Linked DNA regions of Siniperca chuatsi: region 2 is linked to region 1. The links are chromatin contacts, called in public Hi-C maps. All regions are on one chromosome and are shown on one strand. The core of a region is the stretch at or near the end of the contact, and the rest is flanking DNA. Distances in the headings are between cores, read along the strand shown.

What was found. A called contact is a pair of places that touch in the nucleus more often than the background predicts.
Region 2: a Hi-C map of liver shows a contact between it and region 1, with 2.7 times the contacts expected there. The contact joins the promoter of fgfrl1a here to the enhancer-like site in region 1. A contact is called at or near these places in 2 of 3 Hi-C or Micro-C datasets (liver and skeletal muscle).

What each region holds. Positions count from the first base shown.
Region 1 is chrLG8:8,623,708-8,630,066 of ASM2008510v1, forward strand. It overlaps fgfrl1a (fibroblast growth factor receptor-like 1a), which reads right to left. Exons shown (of 8, transcript XM_044205316.1): 5 at 3,099-3,398. Among protein-coding and RNA genes, the nearest start is that of LOC122880592, 19 kb to the left of the region's middle. Within about 2 kb of position 4,819, the one cell type or tissue checked has an H3K27ac peak away from gene starts, as active enhancers do. A contact at or near this core is called in liver, where this site is marked.
Region 2 is chrLG8:8,685,005-8,691,398 of ASM2008510v1, forward strand. fgfrl1a (fibroblast growth factor receptor-like 1a) reads right to left here and starts at 2,289. Exons shown (of 8, transcript XM_044205316.1): 1 at 1,719-2,289; 2 at 35-138. The coding sequence starts at 95.

The DNA.
Region 1 (6,359 bases), core at 3,569-6,068:
AGTATGTACTCTTTTTATTCAATTTATTTGAACTGAGTGAAACTTATAAAAGAACACAAGAGAATATAATATGGTTTGCAAGTATTACTTGCATAGTATTTGCTGTATTCAGCATCCTCCCTTTCTGCTGAAAATACACAAACAGATCTCTTATCTTCAGCTCCTGCCTTTTCTTTTTCAGTTTATACAGCAGAATAAACACACCTGCCAGAGACATTCAATAGTCTCTTTTTAGTATCTGTTAATGCAATATCACGAGAATGTAACCGAGAAAATGAGTTCGATTTTTTTCCCCCTTGTTTGACATCAGCTGTTTTAAAACCTTTCTTCAGCATAATTTAAAAGGAATCCTGAGTTTTGGCCGTGTTGCAGGATTCATTTGTGAAGTTGGAAAGGACTTTAGTTTTCAAACTTTCACTGACTTTCAGGGAGGCTCACGTGGTGATGTGGAAAAGTTTCGGGTGCATGTTTTACTTTAGAAATAGGTTTAAGACTCTAAGAACACCTTGCAGAGCTAGCTTTGTTTTCTTTGTTGTTTTCAGTGTCTGTACAGTGTTACAGACAGTGCTGCACAGGTTTTATTAAAAGCTCAGGGTGTTATAAATTTAATTATTTAAACTTTAAATGTGTTAATGTAGTCACAGCACATCCCACAGGCATCAGGTAAGCATGGCTACCTACAATGAAATGCAAAGGAACCACACGTGCAAACAACAGTGCCAGAACTCATTCAGCTAACATATGAAAAAGAATTGCAAAAAAAAAAGTTTTATAAAGGACGCTTAGAGCGCTAATCAAGCAGGTGCAAATGCCAACCAGATAAATGATCACCTTTAGGAATTATGTTCCTGATGTACTATATTCAAGAATCTCTATTTATGGATTATGGATATATATTATGTTTTGTGACAGCTTTACAGGTTTTCTGTCCTGGATTCTTTTCTAGTTTTCTTACTAACAACTGTGAATGACTGACAGCTGAGTGAATCTCTACAGATAGAGAAAATGTCACATTTGACATAAGCGAGCAGCGGTTTGATTTACTTCCTTTCTCTCTCTCTGTGTGTGTGTGTGTGTGTGTGTGTGTGTGTGTGTGTGTGTGTGTGTGTGTGCACATGTATAAGTGTGTAAGTGTCTCTCAGGACAGACTACAGCTGTACTTTAATGTACAACAGATGTGGTGAGTAAAGTAAATTGAGGAGCTAGTCTGTGGCTCTCAACAGAGCTATCACATTCAGTAACATACAGTTCAGTGCACACACACACACACAAATTCATCCTCCACCAAACAACTTAACATTAAATCATCCAGCACCAAAACAGCTTTTGCAGCCTTCCAACACAACCTAATACATCACAAAACACTCATTCATCATAACACACATTCTACTCTCAAAGGCAAAATTATACCCTATTTAGACTAAAACTGTAGCTGGATCACCTTCCAAACTGAAAAACCTGTTGAACATTCCTCGCTCGCTTGACTGGTGTTTATTGACAAACCTGGTGGTGATCAATAAATGCCACTGAAGTGAAAGGTGGCTTTTAAAAGTTTTTTTAAACATCTATTCTGGGTGCAACTCATTAGCCAGCACACTGTGCATGTGGGCACTGTAGCTCTACTTTGCAACCAACCACAATATCTAAAAGACTTACATTGAATTCATTAACACAAGCAGCATCAAAATTAAAATTTGGACATTAAAATTTTGGTTGATACTGTCCCTGTGGTTCAAATTTGTTATGTTGTAAGTGTATGTATGTGTTATGTAACATAATCTTATGTACTCTCTAAATGTCAAATTCAACCTGAGAGACCAAGTTTAGCTAAATCTGCCATGAAAAATATTATTTAATGTCATGATTTTTAACTTACTCTTATGACTGTAGGTTAACACATTCAACATACTATATTAAATGGTATAAGAGAAACCTGCTGATGACTGACCATCTTAAAATTATTTTTTGCCTTTATTTGTTTGGAACAGCTGAAGAGAGACAGGAAATGTGAGAAAGAGAGAGAGGATGGCATGCAGCAAAGGGCCGCGGCGGTAAGGACTCAGCCTTGTACAAACGTACATGGTGTGTGCACTCTACCAGGTGAGCTACTGGGGCACCCCCAAGTCTTTTTCTCTTAAAACACGATGGAAATCTGTACTCGGGTCCTTTCCAAACAGAATAAGCAGCAATCTCTTATGAAAGCAAAATACTGATCACTGGCATCAGACTCTTTGCCAGCAAATCATTTAAATAGTTGAAAAGTTAATAATGGTGTTCTTGACATTCTACATAATCACTGTATTGTGGGTCAGAATGGAAACAATACCCATTTCAAACCCTATTATTTAGTTAGACAGGCCTCTCAGTCAAACAATAACACACATACTGTGTACGACACAATGTATGCTATTGTTTGCTCAACAAGTCACACACCACATTTCCAAAAATATGCTTTCTGATGTGTCACAACATGAAATGACCACATGCAGCCACATTTTTACATAGATAAAAAATTTTACAGAAACATTTTTAGTATGCTTCATCTCTTAAAAGTAGTGCTGAAACAATTAGTTGATGAATGGATTAGTCAATCGACAATAAATAAACAGTCAACAACTTTGATGATCAGTTAATCGTGTCATTATCAGGCAAAAATGCCAATTATTAGCTTTTTCCTACAGCTTCAATTTGAGGGTTTGACGCTTTTCTCCATTTTATATAACTGTAAATGGAATATTTTGGGGGTTTTCTACCGTTGGTCGGACAAAACAAGCTATTTAGCGGTCAGATTGAGCCCTGGAAACTTTTTTACTTTCACTATTTTCTGACATTTTATATACTAATCGAATTATTGACAGATAATGGGATAATGAAAATGGAAGGGGAAATTCTCTGCTATTTTATAGAGGATGCTGGTACATTTTGAAAGTCTGGGACAGACTTTGGAGGTGGCATTGATCTCTCCTGCTCTGTTGGGACAGGACACACACAACTGGGCAGATTCTTCCTAGCATGAAGCTTCAACCAATCTTTATCAAAGCTGAATAAGTTTGAGGTTAAGCACCCAGTTTCTCTCTCTAGAAAACATGGTGACTCACGTATGACTTCCACTTTGTAGGTGGCATTGATCTCTCCTGCTCTGTTGGAGACGTGGCAGGTGTACTTCCCGCTGTGCTCTGGTGTCAGGTACTTCAGACTCAGAGTCCATTTCTTCTTCTTCCCTTCCCCTCCTCCTCCTGCTCCACCGTCCTCATCCACCAGCGGCCGACTGTCCTTCAGCCAGACAATGTCCGGACGAGGGTTTCCGCTTGCTGTACACTTCAGGCGCACTGAGCTGCCCACTGGGCGAGCGATGACACGCTTCCTCATCTTTGACGGCTGGGTGAAACGTGGACGTACTGCGAGTGGAAAGAGGGTGAAAGGGATAATTGGAACTATAATTAGAAAGAGATCTAGTATTGGAAAACAAGGTGTATTGCTATTGGCTGCCTGTAGAATATGGGTTACTCTGGATACAAATTCAAACCAAAAATGTAAATATAAAGAGATATGTAACACACAGAAACTCTCTTTCTCCCTCTCAGTCAGCTAGGACTGAGCATTCTCCAAGAAAGAAACTCTATAATCACACAGATATTGTAGCATGTTGCTTGGCTTGGCTTTATGAACTGTGTGTTGATTCCTTGTTGCTCAATCTGACGTTTTATTGGTTGAACCCTTGTTTATGCATGCAGACATCTGCAGCAACTAATGTGATTACAAATTAATTTTCTGCCCCATGAATACTCTGCACTGATGCGTAACCTTCCACTCCACACCATGAAATCAGTTTCTTTGGAGTTAATAATAATCTGCATCTACACACAAGTACATTCATGCCTGGTGTGAACAGGCATAGATTGAGTGAATTTTTAGGACTGAACACGAAACTTGTTAACTTGTTAAGATGTTAACTTGTTTTGCAGTGTAAGGAGCGTCAGACAGGCTGAGGTCATTGACACAAGCAGGGCCAAGAATTCCATGTTGTGCTATAAAAACATATGGCAACGTGCCTCTTGGTATCTACAGCCTAATTTGCTGTAATAAACCTAATTGTTTTGTTTGAGAAAAATGTTTGAATCACTTCCTCTTCTCTCTGACACAAAAGACTTACTCACATGACCGGGAACCTTCACATACAAACACATGCATATACACAAATACACCAGATTCTTTTTTACCTCAAATCATGCATCCATGAGACCCCATCGTAAAACCCAGACACCCGCTAGACAGCTATGTAACATCACTGTAAATATCCGTCATGAATAAATATCTGTGCACAAATCATAAAACGCTTAGCATCACACCAAAAATTGATGCAAATCCTTTCTTACAAAACATAAAATGGCCAGTTAACCACATATACCTATTCAAACATCCACATCCCTTCACGCAGTTACATGACTTCACCCCATCTAGCCATTCAAGGATACATATTCCTCCTTTTGACAAAACCTAACCTAAACCCATGCATCTATTAATACACACATATCCCTCTTTAAAGAAACACAACAATCAGCGAGCAGTGAAAACAGATCAAAGAGGGAGAAAACTATCCAGTAGGGAGGGAGGAGAGGAAATCATTCACAGGAGTGCTTGATTTTATAGCCCTCATGTTCTAGCCACAGCAGATAGCCATCAACTGGGGCAATAAATCACCCTGAAACTACTGCAGTTGTGTCTCTTTCTTTGGATACAGTTATTATTCTAGCGCTAGGTAAACAAACAGGGGGGAGAGTTATGTGACGGGTTTGCACGCTTAAATGAGGAGATTTCACTACGGCTGCATTACTCAGTAGAATATAGCTGTCTGCTGACCGACAGGAAGCTGGGCAGGGTGACAAAACAAACATAACCGAACAGCTTTTTAGTCTTGCATTTGTCCCCCCCGTGACTAAGAAAAGCTACTGGACTACAGCTGAACTGTGACCAGACTCAGTCAATAGATCTAACAGAGAGTGGTGGAGAAGTAGAAGACAATGATTAATAGTTTAATGTTTTGGCAATGTCCTACTTTGATGATTACATAAATTCAACTGTGCTGGCTTAGACTGAAATAATTGAAAAGAGGAGAGAACAGTCAATGCAAAGAGCAGCTGAACTGGATTGGATAAAGAAGACACTAGAGAATGAACAAAATACATTTGAAATGAACTGATTTATATTATCCAAACTGAACCAAAGCAAACAGAAGTTAAGGAGAAAACAGATGGAAAGAGAAAGAGAGTGAAGTTCAAATCAAGGTTAGCACATACAGACGACTGACAGAAGAATAAAAATGGAGTGATGGCAGAGAAATTGAGAACAAAGAGAACGAGACATGTAGTTAAAACAAGAAAAAAGCAAAGGTAAGAGAGAGACACATGAAGAGGTAGAAAGAAAGAAAAACAGAGAGAGAGGAGAAGCGAGGGCGAACTGAGTGAGCAGTGATAGAGAGGGCGAAGAGGGGAGAAGGTGAGAGCCAGAACTGGCGAAAGGGCAGGCTTGTTCTGAGTCTCAGGGGCCACTTCAACGCCAGACTTCACAGTGTAAAAATACTGCTGACCCTACGACTGACCGCCTTTGATGAGACAGTGTGCCATGGACAGACAGACAGAGGGAGTATGTGTGTGTGTGTGTGTGTGTGAGAGAGAGAGAGAAAGAGAGCCTTGTGATTTCCAACTTGGATTCTGAGATTGAGGAGATTTTGGCTAATCTTGATTTGAGTAGTTTAGGTGAGGACTTGGGTTTAGTGTTAACATTACACTTACATTTAGGTTTAAGGTGAAGATTTAGATCAGGATTTGGACTTTGGTTAAGCTTAAACAAAGTTAAAATCTTTTGCTGAGGGTTAGATGAGAAGTCTGATACCACTCTCGTGTCTGTGCAAGTTTGCAGCTAGAGCCACGAGGCAGTTAGCCTAGCTTAACAGAAAGCCTGGAACCGGGGGGGAACAGCTAGCCTGGTTCTCTCCAACGTTCACAAATACACCTGACAACACATTTTAAACTTAGTAATTAACACAGATATTGTTTGTTTAATCCATACACAAACAGAAATGTAAAAATAGACAATTTGTTGTTTCATAAGAAGTTGCAACTGTTTCTTGGTTAAAAAAAAATCAGCCGAGAGCCTTGTTTCCTCCTCCTTCCTGTCTTTTGCTAAGCTATGCTAACTGTCTCCTGGCTCTAGCTTCATACTTAACTCACAGATATGAGAGTGGTATTGATCTTCTCATCTAACTCTCAGCAAGAAAGGGAATAAGCGTATTTTCCAAAATGACAAACTACTCCTTTACACACGTAGTTGTTGAAAATTTATCAGTACATTTATCAATA
Region 2 (6,394 bases), core at 1,039-3,538, 59 kb after region 1:
AGTCTCTGTTGAAATCAGTGCTTCTGTTACTCACCCCTGGCAGCAGCGGACATCAGGACCATCTCCAGCAACAGAAAGACCCAGAGAAGCTTCATATTGGTTTAATTTTCAGGAAGAAGAATGCTCAGTCTCTTTGATCTGAAAGGAAATAAAATTAGAGAAATATTCATATATTTAGGAGATACTGAGTAATTATTTCCCACCTTGAAGGTGCATTTTAATCTTTTAGATTGCATCTCTGTATATAAATCATTAATTTATCAAAAATGCTGCATTGTCCACTGTCAAGGTCTGATTTATTCCAAAAATCCACCAGCCACATTCATTATTTGACCATCTGATGGGTTTTTCTGATTAATTGCTTCCAAAATACCTGCTAGCGCCATGGAATTAAAACCTAATTTACTACCAACTGGCTGACATCTGGTGAGTATCTATGTGAAAACCTGCCTTGAATTTTAGACGAGACAAAAGTAGGAATAGCCTGGTAGAAAATAATCAACTTAGTCCTTAATCAGGGAAAGTAATAAAATAAAAGTCTCTAGTTTCTGTGAACAAAGCTGAGAGACAGGTGTATTTCTTATAACACCATTAGTTCCTGTGCAGATGTTTTGAAAACCTACCAGGCTGAAGTTTCTAAAGGTAGGCATTAGATAGAAGGTGAAATAACACATGCATTCGCTTCCATCTCTTCTATTCAGTGTATACTGTCTTCTAAACATGATTTGGTTCTACAGATGTCCACGGCAGTCAGAAAAAAGTAAGGAGCAGAGATTTTCTGGAAGTCAAACTATTTTCCTTACAGATTTATTCTGTCCACCTGTCCATATGTCTCTCCTTACAGTGGTTTTAATCTTTCCGCCACATAAATTCTTCCCTGAACCTTATGAGATCTTATTTCAATACTTCACATGCTGTATCTTTGATCAGCCTTTGTCAACCTCAGTGTCTCAGTTCACCAAAATCTGCTACACACGTAAAAGTGCAGGATAAATGATTTGTGGAAATCAAGAGTAGATTTTCAACCTACCAAAATCAGGTTTAGTCTCATTTCTATTTGCATAAGTACAGTTCTTATCTTACAGGGAGAACAATCTTTCTTCCCTAAATTTACAATAAACATCATACAAAGCAGTTGAAAGTGTAAATGTAAAAGTTTCTTTAAGGAGGAACAGCCTGCAACCTGTGATTGTTTGCATTATGATGATCCCAGACTGGAGGTCTAATGATTTATTTATTTATCACTTGTATAAAATAAATAATTGACATGCCAATTAATAAAAAATAATAATGTAATTATCATAAACTCTTTGCATCCATACAGTATGACGTTATTAAACCATATTGTACTATATGAATGTGCTGTCTATAGTTGTAACCACTTAATGCATTTAGTCAAGTGCTGCAACATGTTATAACTCTTATTATTCACAGATATAGCAAAACTTAACATTAAGTACCAACTTCTGTACAGTAATACCGTTGAAGATGATATAGGAATATGACATAAGTTTGACTCAAAATGAAACTTGAAATGAACTTAATCGGGGGAAAATAAAACTCGGTAGCCTATATAGAAAAATACATACGAATGAAAGGTGATTTATGATACAAGTTCACTGTAAACGTACTATAAAGTGCGACAAACATTGAGACCCTGTGGATACATGATATAGCCTACATATAACAGTGACTTTGGCTTATTAATAAAGACTTACTGTAAAACTCCCAGCAGTGATGAAATAGCCACAGTCTGTTACCCCCTGGTGACCTGCACGTAAACCATGCCTCTATCCCGAAAAATGTTCTTCAACTCCTCTCCAATGATTGTATGATTTTGATAGCTTAATTCGCGATTCAAAGAATCATTTACAAATGTGAAGAGACGCGTCTGTCACCGAAACGCCAACTTGTAGTAAATGAAGTCGACTTATACAAAGTATACAAAAGTAAGCTATAACTAAGCGAGCGAAAAAACATATGAGTAAATGTAGGAAAAAAAATCTAAAATATATAGGCTAAGGTCAAACACGTGAGCGCTCCAAATGCAGGCTGTAGTATTTCTGAATGACAGTCCGCATGCAACGTTAAAACGCTCGAGGGAGACCACTAACAGCACCGGGAAAAGGAAGAAAGAGAAAAACGGAAACACTTTATCTACATTTTCTGCGTGTTTGCGTGACTATTCACACATCTATTAAAATGAAAACCTGAATACTATATCAATATTGCCTCCAGCAGCGTTCACAGTGTAAATTTCAGCCGCAGGCGAGAAAACAAACTACGTCGACAGACTGTCTCAGTACAGAACTTTCAGCCAATCAGAGGGCAGGCCAATCAGAGAGCGGACCAATCAACGATTAGGAACGTGCTGGACAAATTTGGAGCGGTTTGGGGGTACAGGAGGGGGGCATTAACTCAAATGAACTTAAATAATTTGATTTAAAACCTTCATCCAGGGGTCCCTGAGGGGGCTACAGGAGTAAATGTGAAAAAGTTCTTTTCACAATTCTTAATTTCCTACCTTTATTCGTTTCATTATTGTTATTTGTATTATTATTATTGTCATTATTATAAATAGTAGGCATAGTAGTCGCAGTAACAGTAGAAGTAGTATTTGTATTTAAATAACTATATAATTCAGACATTTTTTTTTCTATTTTCTACTTTTCTACTTTCTGTTCTATTCATGAAGCCTAGTGCATGTCCAGCACCTCATTGCTTTTGTCCATGCGAGCTTGTTTGATGTTACATTATGAACCAACACTGCCACCTCATGGCATTTAGACATTAGTACAGCAATGTGCTTTTAAAAAAATCGACATAACGGACATAACAGTAAATTTGGTTCCTCCTGAAGATGTCCTGCAGAATTGATGGCCTAGGAAATATAGAAGATAAATAAATTCAAGTTCAAGTCTCTCACTCTCTTCAACTAAACAAATCACACATGCACATAACTGCAGTGTGTTTTCGATATGTATGGGGATTAGCAATGATTGACAGTGGTTGACCAGTTGATCTCTGATCTGACCTGATACAAAAAAGTCCTTTAGGAATGTGTTTCCGTTGTGAAGGAGTCCTGTAGGAATTATGCAGGTACTGTGCAGGGCAATGAATCATCCTGCAGACTTTGTTTTTAACAATCTTTAGGCTTCTGTCTCCTTCTGAGTGGAGCTTCAGACAGTTGACAATGTCCCTCTACCCATCTGAAAAGTATTTTCTGTTGTCAACTCATGCTCTAAAATCTTAAATTGTCAGTGTACTTAGATAGCTTGATATAAACATTCTCTGAGGCACTTTGGATGATGGTGCATTTTTGCATATGCGGTACTCTTTCACTAATAATAACTTGTCCAATAATAATAATCTTATTAAGATAACAGACTAATCTTACAAAACCTTGATGATTCTATTCTTTTCCACACTGTGCAGCAGTAGTGCCATCTCCTGGTGATAGGAGGAACAGCACACCCGCGTTTTCATCCTGTAGGTTTGGATCAATCTCAGTGCAGAGAGGACTTTCTTGACAGATGGACACAACTTGGATCCAAGTCCTGTAATTACATTATAGCCTGAAAAATAGGTCTATATTTGGGAATGCATCAGGACCATCCCAGACAAACAGTCTGAACTTATGCTGTTATTTTCTTATTACCTGCTCTTTAAACTAATTCAGCTCTTTGTAGAGGGCAGGACTCTTCAGTGTATTCAAATTATTCAACATCCTGTTATTAGTCAAGGTCACTTAAAAGTGGAGATTTGATCCCCCCTCCCCTCCTATACTCAAAGCATAGGTCTTACTTGGTACATAGGAAAAAATATACAAATGAAATAGGAGTTAAAAGATGCAGTTTGATGTCATTGTATGCATTTTGTGGATATTTTGACAGTGTAATTCTTGTTCTTTACAGGAGTGCCTGTATTTTTTTTTTTAACAATAACCTGGAATCAATCTGACTCTGTCTAATGTGAAAGGGGTAGCTTGTAGTTATAAACCCACAAAGAATTATCACCCAACTCTGCTGTTAGAGTTATTCTGCCACCAGTTTGCCAGTAAATACATAACTGAGATAAAATGATGCAGTTTTAACTTTTTCCAAGGTTGACCAAACATTAATTGATTGATAGGTCAAAGTCAAACACACTGTATTGTATGATACTGAATTATATTTTATTACTGTAGGATGCAAAATGATTGAAGAGACTCTCCCAGTTCTCCTATTCTTGTACAATATCAATATATATCAATAAATAAATAAAATGAAAGTCTCTGTGAGAGAAAGAGAGAAACTTTGCAGTCTGTGGTTTCCTCCATCACACTTATTCACACTTTTGATTCACAACAGCGGAAGCAGTCACATGACAGACAGGTGACTCAATCAGGGGGGAAAATTCCTGAATAAACACAGTTTATTTTGCAAACTGTCCTCTACACAAAAGGAAAACTGATTGTGGACTACAAGCTTAGTCAATATGTCTTGTAAGTGGGGGGTGATAATACTGACTGAACCAACGCAAAAATATCTAAAACCACAGGTGTTTACTTTGCCAAGCTAATTGCAGATATGAGAAAGTCTTGTAATATTTACTGTACATCATTCAGTGTTAGTCAAAATATGGGCAATATTTGATAGCAAGTGGAGATACAGAAAGCCTTCTTGTTAAGGATGATGTAATCTAAACATTTTTAATTGACCTTCAAGTTATCAAATCCACTGGACAGAGAAGAACATAGAAGTACTTTCTACAAATGGAAAACTAAAAGGCAAGAGGATGGATCAAAGGATGGTCCCGATTGTTGAAAAAAGTATTACCTGTGCAATGTTCCTGACTTTGTAAAAATATGTCAAACAAGCTTTTTGGATGGTGGTCAATGTTTAAACATGAATCATAGATACCTTCTGCAGTCCTAAATACATTAATGCTTCAGGAACAAATTTAAATAATTTCAGTTCCAGCCAGTGTTTGGGCTCAAAACAGCCTCAGGTTTGTCCGAAATGGGCTGAAGGACATTATAGGATACCCAGTTTTTCACATTAGTCAAACAGTCATTTAATACAGCCATCTTTACAGCAATGATTTGGTTTAACAGTGAAACACAGCAGAGTATTGTCTATGGCTGTGCTCCAGTTCCATGCCTTTAACCACTGTGTTTTATTTCAGCATCTAGAGAAGGCAGACCAAACTCCTGGGACTCTCTCAGAGTGTCTGAGCAGCTGGGAAAAAGGCTATCTGCAGATTTCTAAAGTGCAAACTTGAAATTTTTGAAGGACTGTTGAATGCTACCTAGAAATAAATGTGAGACCAATTCAAAAACCAGAGAAAAGAAACAAAGTCAAACCACCCCAGTTGAATACATTAAAAGTTCTAAAACTTAAAACTGGAGATGAAACGAAAAAGAACAACTGAATTTTTGGGAGTCACAAAGCGCAATCATGTTTAAAAAAAGCAAAAACAGTAAAACAGTCTGAACTGAGAAAGATCATTAAGTGAAACTATGACAGTTTAGTAGAGGCCAGTAGGGGAACATGTGGCTCTATCAGGTAGGGAGTGAGATTAATGTGCTTTATATAAAATGTTAAAAACACCACAGACTCTGACTCCTGTTATGATCTATGGAACGGCTCTGATGCCATCTGATTTGACTAAACTCCCTCTTGATGAGACTGTAGATGTGATAATAGATTTTCTACTTATAAATTATGTACTGTATATGCAGCATATACTGTATAATTAGTGACCAAACTGTTTACAGCCTCAAATCCAAAATCTGATTTAATCTTCTCAAATGAAATAAAATATGTCAGCAATAAAATAACAAATAAAAATACTAATGATTTAAGTTCAGTTAGAATTCAGTGCATTATTGTCAGAGGGCTTCATTACAGTTTAATTCCATGTTTTCTTCAGTAGATGGTAGCAGAGGACTATATCAAGGAGACAAAAATACATGCAAATACACAAGCATGCACACATGTAGTGTTTTATGTTTTAAATACAGCTATAGTTGTAAGAACTTGCTTTTCTTCTCAAATCATCATGACAGATGGTGGGAATATGGTTGAGTATGCTCCATTGAAATCCATGCACTGTGACAAGCAGTAGGCTGGAACTATTTCTGGTAAAGACTGTGATGTGTGTGTGTGTGTGTGAGAGAGAGAGAGAGAGAGAGAGAGACCACGTGTCCATTCCTCTGCGCTCTGAAGTCATGTATTTTCTATATCTGAAAAGACATCATGTGTGTAGTAATGTACTCCATAGCTCTGTCCAACTTCTACAAACTATTCTAACACACACATTCATTAATTACTGTCGAGCGTAATGGTTTTCACCTCTTGAAACTGTTGCCGAACACATCATTGTCCGATGAATACTACTTTTGTAAGAGGGA